Linked DNA regions of Sus scrofa: all the other regions are linked to region 3. Evidence: chromatin contacts called from public Hi-C data. All regions are on one chromosome and are shown on one strand. The core of a region is the stretch at or near the end of the contact, and the rest is flanking DNA. Distances in the headings are between cores, read along the strand shown.

Region 1 (3,146 bases), core at 338-2,837, 120 kb before region 3:
CTCAGGCCCTTTTCCATCAGGCCCAGGCCTGGGGAAGGCACACTGTAGTTATTTCCTGCCACTTGGAGGTCAGGCCAAGGGCAAGGACTGCAGAGGGTGAAGTTTGGGTACCCTAGGCATGGTCTAACCCTTGGAGATCTGCCCTGTCACCCTACCCCACAGAGGCTGCCCCCTGTACCCCATCCTTACCCCGCTTCTGCACTAGCAGTCTCAGTGGCGGGGGCCCACTGGCCAGGGCCCGGTGCAGGCTGTCGTCGTTGGTGAGGGGCAGTAGGTCGCCGTGAGCATCCGTATAGCCAAGCAGCACGTCCAGGCCCGGGATCTGGTGTACCGCACGCAGCAACCGAGAGAACTCTTGGAAGCCGCTCACCGAAGCGCGAGGTAGCGCGAAGCGTCGGAACTCGGCATCAAACTGGAGGCGGGGGTAGGAGGTCGGGGGAGGAGGAGGGGTTAGGACAGAGTCCGTGCCCTTTCTCACCACAGGTCCGAGGGTAGTAGGGGTGGGAAAGACAGGGCTTCACAACAGCTGCAGACTTGCACCCAGACCTCTGCTCCAGTGCAAGGGACGCTGTCCAAGGTCTTCTCCTCGCCCTCCAGGTACCCAGGCCAGAGGGACTCTAGAAGCCGGCAGTGGAAAGGAGGAGGTGGGATGGGGGGAAGCGAAAAGGAAAACCAGAGAATGGGACGTGGAGGATGGAGGAGAGAAAAAGGTGGTGGGGACCAAGGAGTCAGGGAGGGGAGAGTGAGGGTTGGAAGCGCCTAGGGCCGGAGCCAGAGCTGGGGCTGGAGGGGTCCTTACTTTGCTCTTCACCTCGACGATGCTGTCAGGACTGCGTGCCGGAGTCCTCTGCGGCCTGGCCATCGTGGGACCGGGAGGGCCAGGGACGGTGCCCTAGGCGGCCCGCCGAAGCGCAGGTGCACAGCCTGCGGGGCCGGCTGGCCCGCGCAGCCCCGCCCCTGGCGGTAGCACTCGCCCCGCCCTCCTATCCGGGCCGTGACGTCAAGGGGGCAGCGACGAAGAGTGGAACGCGGAGTCCACGTTTCCTAGGAAACGGAGCTGGAGGGGTGGAGAGTCTCACGTCCTCTTACGTCACTACGTTACGGTCGTCAAGTCCCGGGAGCCTCGGGGGAGGGGCTTGGCCAAGCCGAGGGGAGAGTTGGGGAAGTGGTATTTATTGAGCGCTGTACGCTGTTATTTCCATTGGCCTTACAAGGCTGTGTATGTTGTAGATGAGGGAACTGGGTCATAATATAAATATCTGCTGAGTTCTTTGGGGTCACAGGCATTGAAGTGACTCCGAGCTAACTCGCTCGGACCACCCTTGGCTGCAGCCTCAGGCCCTAGATTCCTCCCTCTCCATACATGCCAGCCTTTGCGCCTTCCTGCTCAATGCCACAGGAGTTCTGAAGAACGGCCCAAACGCGGACCGTTGCTCGGAGAGTTGCTCAAGTAAGAGCAAGCACGTCAGCAGCCATTTGATTCAATGGGAGTGCACACAAACTCCCAACTAGGACGCGCATGTGCGCACGCGCGGGCATGCTCATGGGCAGGGCCTAGGTTTCGGGTTCCGCCCAGCGCTCCTGCACTTCCTCTTCCGACTAGAGGCGGGGCCGCGGCGCTAGCGGGAAATCCGGGCTAGAGGTAATCCGCTGGCTGCCGCGGCGGGAATGGCCCGCTTGGGGAACCTCGTCCTGCGACCCTGGATTCGAGAGCTAATTCTGGGGTCAGAGGCACTTTCAAGCCCGCGGGCGGGGCAGCTGCTCAAGGTGAGAACCCCGCTACCTTTTTCAGGGCCCGGAGGGCGGGGTCCCAGGGCGGTGGGCTTGATGCTTTATCACCGCGGTCAGGTACTGCAGGAGGCCGAAACCCCGGGCCCGTCCCGCGCCTCCGACACGTCTCACGTCGACACCGCGCTGCTTGTGTCCGATGGGACCCACAGTATCCGATGTCTGGTGACGCGAGAAGCCCTGAACGCCTCGGACTGGTGAGAGGGGCTCCGCGGGGCTTGGAGATAGTGGAGGCCAACGGGAGAGCTCAAGGTTTGAGCTGGAGGTGGGCGGGCCCCAGGCGGGCTGGGCTGTGTTCACGCAGGCTCGGCACTGAGGGTCCCCTGCCGCAGGGAGGAGAAGGAGTTCGGTTTTCAAGGGGCAGAAGGTCGGCTGCTGCTGCTGCGGGACTGCGGGGTTCGCGTCCAAGTCGCCGAGGGAGGCGCGGTGAGTGGTGAGCCTGGCCTGGGTGGGTTACTGGGCCTGACTTTCTAACAACTCCTGAGACCTGTCCCTGAACTCCAGCCCGCAGAGTTCTACCTCCAGGTGGACCGCTTCAGCTTGTTGCCCACAGAGCAGCCCCGGGAACAGGTGATTGGTTGGTAAGTGATGCCTCCACCCTCCACCTGTTCTCCTCACCCAGGCCTGGCTTTTGGGGTGTGAGGGCTTGGGCCCCTAGTAACACTGACTGTCTACCACTCCTCTCCCAGCAACCAGGATCCAGATGTGCAGAAAAAGCTTTATGACTGCTTGCAGTGAGTCTGGGGTTGGGCTTTTCCGTTCGGCTTTTATTCGGGGCTTGGTCACTTTTCTGACTGAGCCTGCTCAGTCAGGGGATGGCAGATTTGTGCAGATAGGCCTCAGGTGTCTCCTGTGTTTCTCTAGGGAGCACCTTTCAGAGTCTACCTCTCCCAGTGCAGGTATGTATAGGGGTTGGCGGGCTGCCCGAACTCCTGGTAGAGTGATCTCTCCAGTCATCACACACACACACACACCCTACTTTCTTAATAAGTCCTCCTTCTTATCTCCCACCCTACCCTTCCTCTTTGAGTTTCAGCCCATCTCCTGGTCCCCTGCCCCCAGGCATTTCACTGTCCCAACTTCTGGATGAGGTAGAGGAGGACCAGGAGCATCGTGGGGCACTAGTGCAACTGGCTGAGAGCTGTCTGATGCTGGCAGGCCCTTGCACGGCAGCCCCCCTCACCCGCTGGGCTGCCTCCCGCTGCAAGGCCACGGTCGGTCTGGGGCTTCACTTGGGAGGTGTCAGGGTGGGGACTTGGGCAAGGGCCAAACTGAAAGTTCACATCCCACAGGGAGAAGCTGTGTACACCATCCCCAGCCTGTGGCTGCGCATCTCTGAGAATGAGCAGCGGATCCTG
Region 2 (3,393 bases), core at 742-3,241, 99 kb before region 3:
TACTAAGATTCGTTTCTGCTAAGCCACAATGGGAACTCCTGTGCAAGTTATATTAAAAAACAAAAACAAAAAAAACCCATGCAAATAGTGTTTTTAAAATACTTTTTAACATCAAAGTGACCCAGTCATACATACATACATGTATATATTTATATTTATAGTCCCTCTCTTACACATAATCTTCTATCAGAGTCTATCGCAAGAAACTGGATATAGCTTCCTGTGCTGTAGGACCTCACTGCTTATCTACTCTAAATGTAATAGTTTTAAACCAACTATAATGGAAAAAGTAAAAACCATTAAAAAAAAAAAAATTAAAAAAATAGGAGTTCCCGTCACGGCACGGCAGAAACAAATCTGACTAGGAACCATGAGGTATCAGGTTCGATCCCTAGCCTCACTCAGTGGGTTAAGGATCCAGTGTTGCTGTGAACTGTGGTGTAGGTCGAAGAGGCTGCTCGGATCTGATGTTGTGGCCAGCAGTTATACTCCAACTGGACCCCTAGCCTGGTAACCGCCATACACTGTGTGGCCCTAAATAAATAAATAAATAAATAAATAAAATTAAATTAAAAAAATAAATGTAACAGTTTGCATCTACTAAACTCAAACTCCTAGTCCATCCCACTCCCTCCTCCCACAAAGTGGGTTTTTTTATTTATTTATATATTTTTTTCTACTGTACAGCATGGTGACCCAGTTATACATATATGTATACATTCCACAAAGTATTTTAATTTGAAAATGAAACAAAATGTTCTTTCCTCCTATGATACAAGGATAAAGCAGGACACTAAGCCTGAGACAGACCCCTTGAGACTGGTGAAAGGTATGCATTTGTACAAAGTTCTTTTTTGTGTGTGTGACTTTCTTGCTTTTTCTAGGGCTGCTCCCGTGGCATATGGAGGTTCCCAGGTTAGGGGTCTAATTGGAGCTATAGCTGCTGACCCATGCCAGAGTCACAGCAACACCAGATCCGAGCTGCATCTTCGACCTACACCACAGCTCACAGCAACGCCAGATCCTTAACCCACTGAGCAAGGCTAGGGATCAAACCCGCAACCTCTCGGTTCCTAGTTGGATTTGTTAACCACTGCGCCACAAGAGGAACTCCTGTATGAAGTTCTTAAAGCACTTGTGATGTCCTATCAACTAGGATCAGCATAAGGCCAACTTTTGGGATTTAATTCCCAGCTGTATCAGACCCAAATCGTCATTCTTAGCTCCCTTACCTTTTCTCCAATGCCAACATCACATAAAAGGAGAGGGAACTATAGTAGAAAGAATACTGACCTGGGACAAAGACCACACTGAACCTCAGTTTCCTTGGGTAATCTCTAAAGCACTCCCAATCCACTTACTAGTGATATGAGGATCACAAGGAGTGAGATAATGCCTCTAATTATGCTGTTACTTACATTCTACTACATAATCATAGCTGTTATTAACATTGTTAAATGGAGTTTAACAATTCTCCATTATTTCACTTAGGCTTCATTAAATAAGAGCTATACCTCTCATTTTATGGAAACAGAGAAGCTAAGTGATTTGTAAGGCATAGCTAAATTGCAATTTGGAGTTGTTCTGCTGCCCACACCTGTATGCAGCCAAAGAGCTCTTGTTACTCCTCCCCCATCACCATGGCACAAAATGCACCCTGCTTGCCTTTCTCCAAGAAGCACAGGTTACAAGCACGTTTTCTTTCTCTGGTGCCAAATGTTTAAATTTAGAATCTGTGGATAAACGCCTGATCTTCAGGACAACATGCCTTATTTATCACGTGGCTGAAAGTCTAAGTAGAAATGGGGGGAATGTACTGGCATGTGGCAGTGTGTCAAGAATGACATGCTTTCCTGCTGAACTTATTCAAGCCCCCATTGCCTAAGCTGGCCCAATGCCTAGAAAACTAAACAAATTCAGTCAGAACTGGGGCAAAAAGCACCCACAGGAGGTTAATAGGGTCAAAGGCTTACTGGCTTGGACAGATTTTGGCAAAAAGGCTTGAGAGTAGCAGTAGAATCTGCTGGTCAATTTCTGCTGATGGCCAACAGATAGAAGAACTTTTGGAAGGGAGCAAACATCACTGTATGACCTTTGTCAGTAGTGAGATGGAAATTCTAGACTTTCTGAAATAAAGAACTACTAAGTAAGAGGCCCAGAACAAAAAGTGTGTTCTACAAATCAGCAGTGCAGAAAACAAAAGGAAGAACTGTAGAAATCTACTAGGAACCATCAATAAACTCTGAAGGTGAGAGTATTTGGGTAAAGTACAATTAGCAAGTGAACAAGGCAGTATCATGAAGAAGAAGAGTATGGGACAATATCTATGGTAACAGGTGGCTCTGCAACTCAGAGCAACTACAGGTATCTTCAAGCTCAAGGCTATCTGTGGGTCTCTGCTGGTACTTGAGGCTCTTTGACACTCCTTGGCACTTCCCACTAGCCCACTCAGTTTCTTAGCCAAGCAAAGGTTTCCCACAAAGATTCTCAGTAGAGAGTGATGTGCTTTTATAGAAATTAATTAGGGAGTTCCCACTGTGGCTCAGCAGGTTACAAACTAATAGTCATGAGGATGTGAGTTCAATCCCTGGCCCTGCTCAGTGGCTTAAGGACCCAGCGATGCTGTGAGCTGTGGTACAGGTCAAAGATGAGCCTCGGATTTCGCATCGCTGTGGTGTAGGATGGCAGCTATAAGTTCCAATTCGACCCCTAGCCTGGGAATTTTCATATGCTGTAGATGTGGCCCTAGAAAGAAAAAAAGAAAGAAAAATCAAGCAAAGAGACATTTTAAAACATATTTTTCACTAAAAGAAAAAAAAGAAAAAAAAGGGCAACAAAATAATAAATTGCTCTTATGCTTAGAAGAATACTCCCCCTTGGAAAAGTTAAAGTTCTGAACAGAAAAGTGAAAGCTTTATTAAGATAAACAAAAAATTAAAAAAGAGATCTTATTATAGTTACATATAAAAAACATACTGCTTTCATGAAAAAATTTTATAGTAAAACCAATTAGGTGACAGAAGTTCTCTAATATTAACATTCGGTTTTCAGGAATTTCATTGCCTCCCCACTATTGCTACTAATGAGCGATGCAGAAGACAAAATGATGACTCCTTAGAAATGCATTAGGTATCTCATAAGTGCATTTTCCCAAACAAAATCCCCCAACATCCTTTTCCACAAAAAGCTTAAATCTTTAAGCCTTTTAAGCCATACTGGGTGCCCGTAGCCCAAGTATACACATTATTATTATTATTTTTTTTTGTCTTTTGTCTTTTTGTTGTTGTTATTGTTGCTATTTCTTGGGCTGCTCCCGCGGCATATGGAGGTTCCCAGGCTAGGGGTTGAATCGGAGCTGTAGCCACCGGCCTACGCCAGAGCCACAGCAACACG
Region 3 (3,239 bases), core at 274-2,773:
ACCCCCGCCAAACTCCAAGGAGTGCCCACTTATCATGAATGGAGAGTCACTGGAGTGTGCAGTGCACAACCTGTTCAGCCTTATGCAATGGCCTTCCTCACACTCAGACCTGGTTGCAGATCATGGTCACTGGGAAGCTGGAGCCTCTGTGTAAATGCTCCCTGACCCTCCACTTCTCAGTCCTCTCAGCCTTTGCCCTGTTCTGGATGTGTTGGACACAGATGATTCCCCTCCTCTCTGAAACTCCCTCTGGTTTCTCTGGTGGCTCCTCTTGGATTTCTAGCTGCTTCTCTGGCTGTACCTCTTCACATCCCTTGGTGGCTCCTCAGGGTGCTGGGCCCCTTTCACCCTTGATACTTTTCTCCAAGCCATCCTGACAACTTCCAGGGCCTCATTTCTGTTTCCACAGTGATGCCTTGAATCTTGACCCCCCATCTCTTGTGCTGTCTTCCCCCTTAAGATGACTCTTGGGCACCCCAAATGCACTGTATAAAGTCGACCCCCTCTCTTCTCCTCAGAACTGCTCTCCCTCCCGGGTTCTTATGTTAGTCTTGGTGGCTTTTCCGCTGACACCTCATTGCTCATCAATCTTTCCTGTCCTCCCCGCCCCTGCTGCCCTACCCTTGGCCAGGGCACCATCTGCACCTCCTTGCTGGCCTCTTAGTGTCTATTCTTGGTTTCGCCTGGCTAGATCCATTCTCCACAGGGCGGCTGGATCTCTTATGCATATCAGACCCTGTCCCCTCTCACTTCCCTGCTGGCCCTTCATCTCTGGCCATTTCCTCCCCATGAGATCCTAGCTCCAGCCAGATTGAATTTTTTGGTTCCCTGAATACACCCTGCCTTCCCACACCCCCATGTCTTTGCACAGGCTGTTCTATGCATCTTTATCCTCTTTCCTTCACTTGGCTAACTTGTGCCTATCCCGGTTTATTCTCTGGGATACCTTCCCTGGACCCCAGGCCAGATCAGTAACCTCTTCTTCACTTTCAAAAGTGCTTCTCCCATCACAGCCCTTGTCTGGTGCCCCTCCAGAAAGGGCCACCTGCTCCTCCCCAGGGCTCCACATACCAAGGCCAGATTGAAGTCAAGTCACTTGACACTGTGCCTGATTCCCATACCCAGGGGTCAGAGATCTCAAAAGTCATCAAGTTGCATAGAGAAAGACCATGCCTGAGGCCAGTGAACAGGTAGCCAGGCTGGGATGGGAACCAAGACTCTTACCTTCTCTTCCAGGGCTTCCTTGCTCCCCTGGATGCTGTTGCAAGTTGAGTCATGATCCTTGAAGGCCAGAAGGACTTGGACCAGAAGAGAGTTGCTAGGCTCTCAGCCTAGGGAGAAGGTAGCCATCAGCCTAGGCCCAGGGAGCTGGCAAAGGCTGTCCCAGGAAGCAGACCAGCATGCAGGGGGCTCCAGGCCCACCCATCTGATGAAAGGGTTTAATGAGAGTCCTTTCTCCCACAGAGTTGAGCAGTGGGAGTGTGGCCTGGATGTCAGACCGGGAGGGCCCAAATTCCTAAAGGGCAATGGTGGCAGCTGTTAGGTCCCTGGGTTAATTATCTCCAGTGTCACTCAGAAGAGAATGTGCTGAGGTGGGACCTCCCCCGCCTGGCTTTGGCTTCTCAGGGCAGGGATCTTTCCAGGACTCTTCTTGCTCCCCACCGGGCTGGAGTCTGAAGATCAGCTTGGTATTCCCTCAGGCCTCAGCTCTCTCACCCTACTTCGGCCAACAAGGGACTCCTGAGACTTCTTCGTAGGGTCCCACCATTGAAAGTTCGCTCTTGCTGTGCCCCCTGCCTGCTCCATGGCTGGGCCCAGCTGCTCAGTGAGCTCGGTAAATACTGCTGAATTGAACTGCTCTGTAAATAAACATGAAGTGCTAAATCGGCTGCCTGGCACTTAGGAGATGCACCTCCCCAGAATTTGCTAAGCAAACAAATAACCCCACATAGGGGAAGAGAAAGGACCCATCCCGTCTTTTCTTGTGCTTCTGTTTCCCAAACTGAGCTCCATTCATTTCTTCCAAGCAGCCCCGCTCATCTGATCCAGGCCTCTGCCTGAAATTTAGCCTGATGGTTAATGTGTCTGCCCTAGATGTCAAGAAGCCTTCTAGCATCCTCACAGTGGCTCACATCCCTGAATCTTCTTGTCATTTGGCACAAATGTGATGACTTGCTCAATGGCTGTGAGCTCTGTAGGAACAGGGCCCTAAGTACTCCACAGCCAGTGCCCAGCATGGGAACTTGATGATAAATATCTGTTGCATTAGGAATGACTGCAGGCCTTGGAACACTGGGATATTTCTTCTTCTGAAGCTGCCTGGATAATTTGTGGAGTGGGTTGGTTGGTGCCATCTCCATCATTCATTCCAATTTGCCCAAATGCACAGGCCCTCACTTGAGCTCTGTCTGGCTCCTTGCTATTTCTCTAGTCTTTCTCAGTGTTGTTTTTTCTCCTTGAATTTCCACAAGAGCAGAAAAGCTTGACAGTTTCACACTAAAGCTGAGCACTTTCTCTAGGCTTCCTACTGGCTTGTTTCCTGGAATCTGCTTTCCATCTCTCTTGGCTTATAAAGCAGTGACTCATTTATTGAGCCAGGAGTCTCTTCTCTGCATGAATTTCTTTCTTGTAGGAAATGCGAAAGGAGCAGGTGACATCATCTTTCATCCCCATCTCTTGGCCCTGGCTTATTAAAATCTAAAACCCCAGCTTTGTTGTATCATGAGAGGTGGTGGAACTGCTGGTTCTCCCCTCAACACAGGCAGTCCTCCTTAAACTAGGGCTCTTGAATCCCCAGGGGCTCATCTTAAGGAATTTTCAGATCCCCAACCTCCAGACCCCACAAGGGCACAGAATTACATCTGTTTCCTTGCTAAGCTTCCACATAATGACAACCTCTGGCTCTCCTTGGAAATCTAGAAAACTATATATAGGAATAGATTTAACGCACTTTCAAGATGCCAAGGCTTCTCATGCTTCTTAGGCACCAGAAATCACACATATGCATAATTTCTAATTTGTGATAACTTAAAAAATTTTCAAACGCAAATGCCAGAGCCTGTGGGCTGCACATCAGCTGTCCTGGGCAGAAGTCTTCACGTTGAACTGACGGGGAATCATATACACATCATCCACACTCACCCAGATGACCGGGGTATATGAGCATGCCTGTCTGTGTGAATTTTTTGTTTTTTTTGCTTTTTAGGGCAGCTTCTGTGGCATATGGAGGTTGAATCGGA

What was found. A called contact is a pair of places that touch in the nucleus more often than the background predicts.
Region 1: a Hi-C map of skeletal muscle shows a contact between it and region 3, with 4 times the contacts expected there. The contact joins the promoter of ACD here to the promoter of RIPOR1 in region 3. A contact is called at or near these places in 2 of 5 promoter capture datasets (fetal liver and liver), 19 of 47 Hi-C or Micro-C datasets (adipose tissue, embryonic fibroblasts, fibroblasts and 8 more) and 2 of 2 datasets of contacts at active chromatin or transcription factors (alveolar macrophages and skeletal muscle).
Region 2: a Hi-C map of liver shows a contact between it and region 3, with 1.8 times the contacts expected there. The contact joins the enhancer-like site here to the promoter of RIPOR1 in region 3. A contact is called at or near these places in 1 of 5 promoter capture datasets (liver), 18 of 47 Hi-C or Micro-C datasets (adipose tissue, alveolar macrophages, embryonic fibroblasts and 10 more) and 2 of 2 datasets of contacts at active chromatin or transcription factors (alveolar macrophages and skeletal muscle).

What each region holds. Positions count from the first base shown.
Region 1 is chr6:28,278,850-28,281,995 of Sscrofa11.1, reverse strand. ACD (adrenocortical dysplasia protein homolog) reads left to right here and starts at 1,587. Exons shown (of 12, transcript XM_021094094.1): 1 at 1,587-1,767; 2 at 1,849-1,985; 3 at 2,121-2,214; 4 at 2,293-2,369; 5 at 2,478-2,522; 6 at 2,653-2,687; 7 at 2,851-3,002; 8 at 3,081-3,146. The coding sequence starts at 1,669. PARD6A (partitioning defective 6 homolog alpha) reads right to left here and starts at 1,494. Exons shown (of 3, transcript XM_021094099.1): 1 at 800-1,494; 2 at 190-412. The coding sequence starts at 862.
Region 2 is chr6:28,253,884-28,257,276 of Sscrofa11.1, reverse strand. All of the region lies in intron 8 of CTCF (CCCTC-binding factor (zinc finger protein)), which reads right to left. Among named protein-coding and RNA genes, the nearest start is that of CARMIL2, 9.6 kb to the left of the region's middle. Within about 2 kb of position 1,991, at least 1 of the 83 cell types and tissues checked has an H3K27ac peak or open chromatin away from gene starts, as enhancers often do. A contact at or near this core is called in liver, where this site is marked.
Region 3 is chr6:28,154,792-28,158,030 of Sscrofa11.1, reverse strand. It overlaps RIPOR1 (protein FAM65A), which reads right to left and starts at 1,523. Exons shown (of 22, transcript XM_021094059.1): 1 at 1,225-1,523.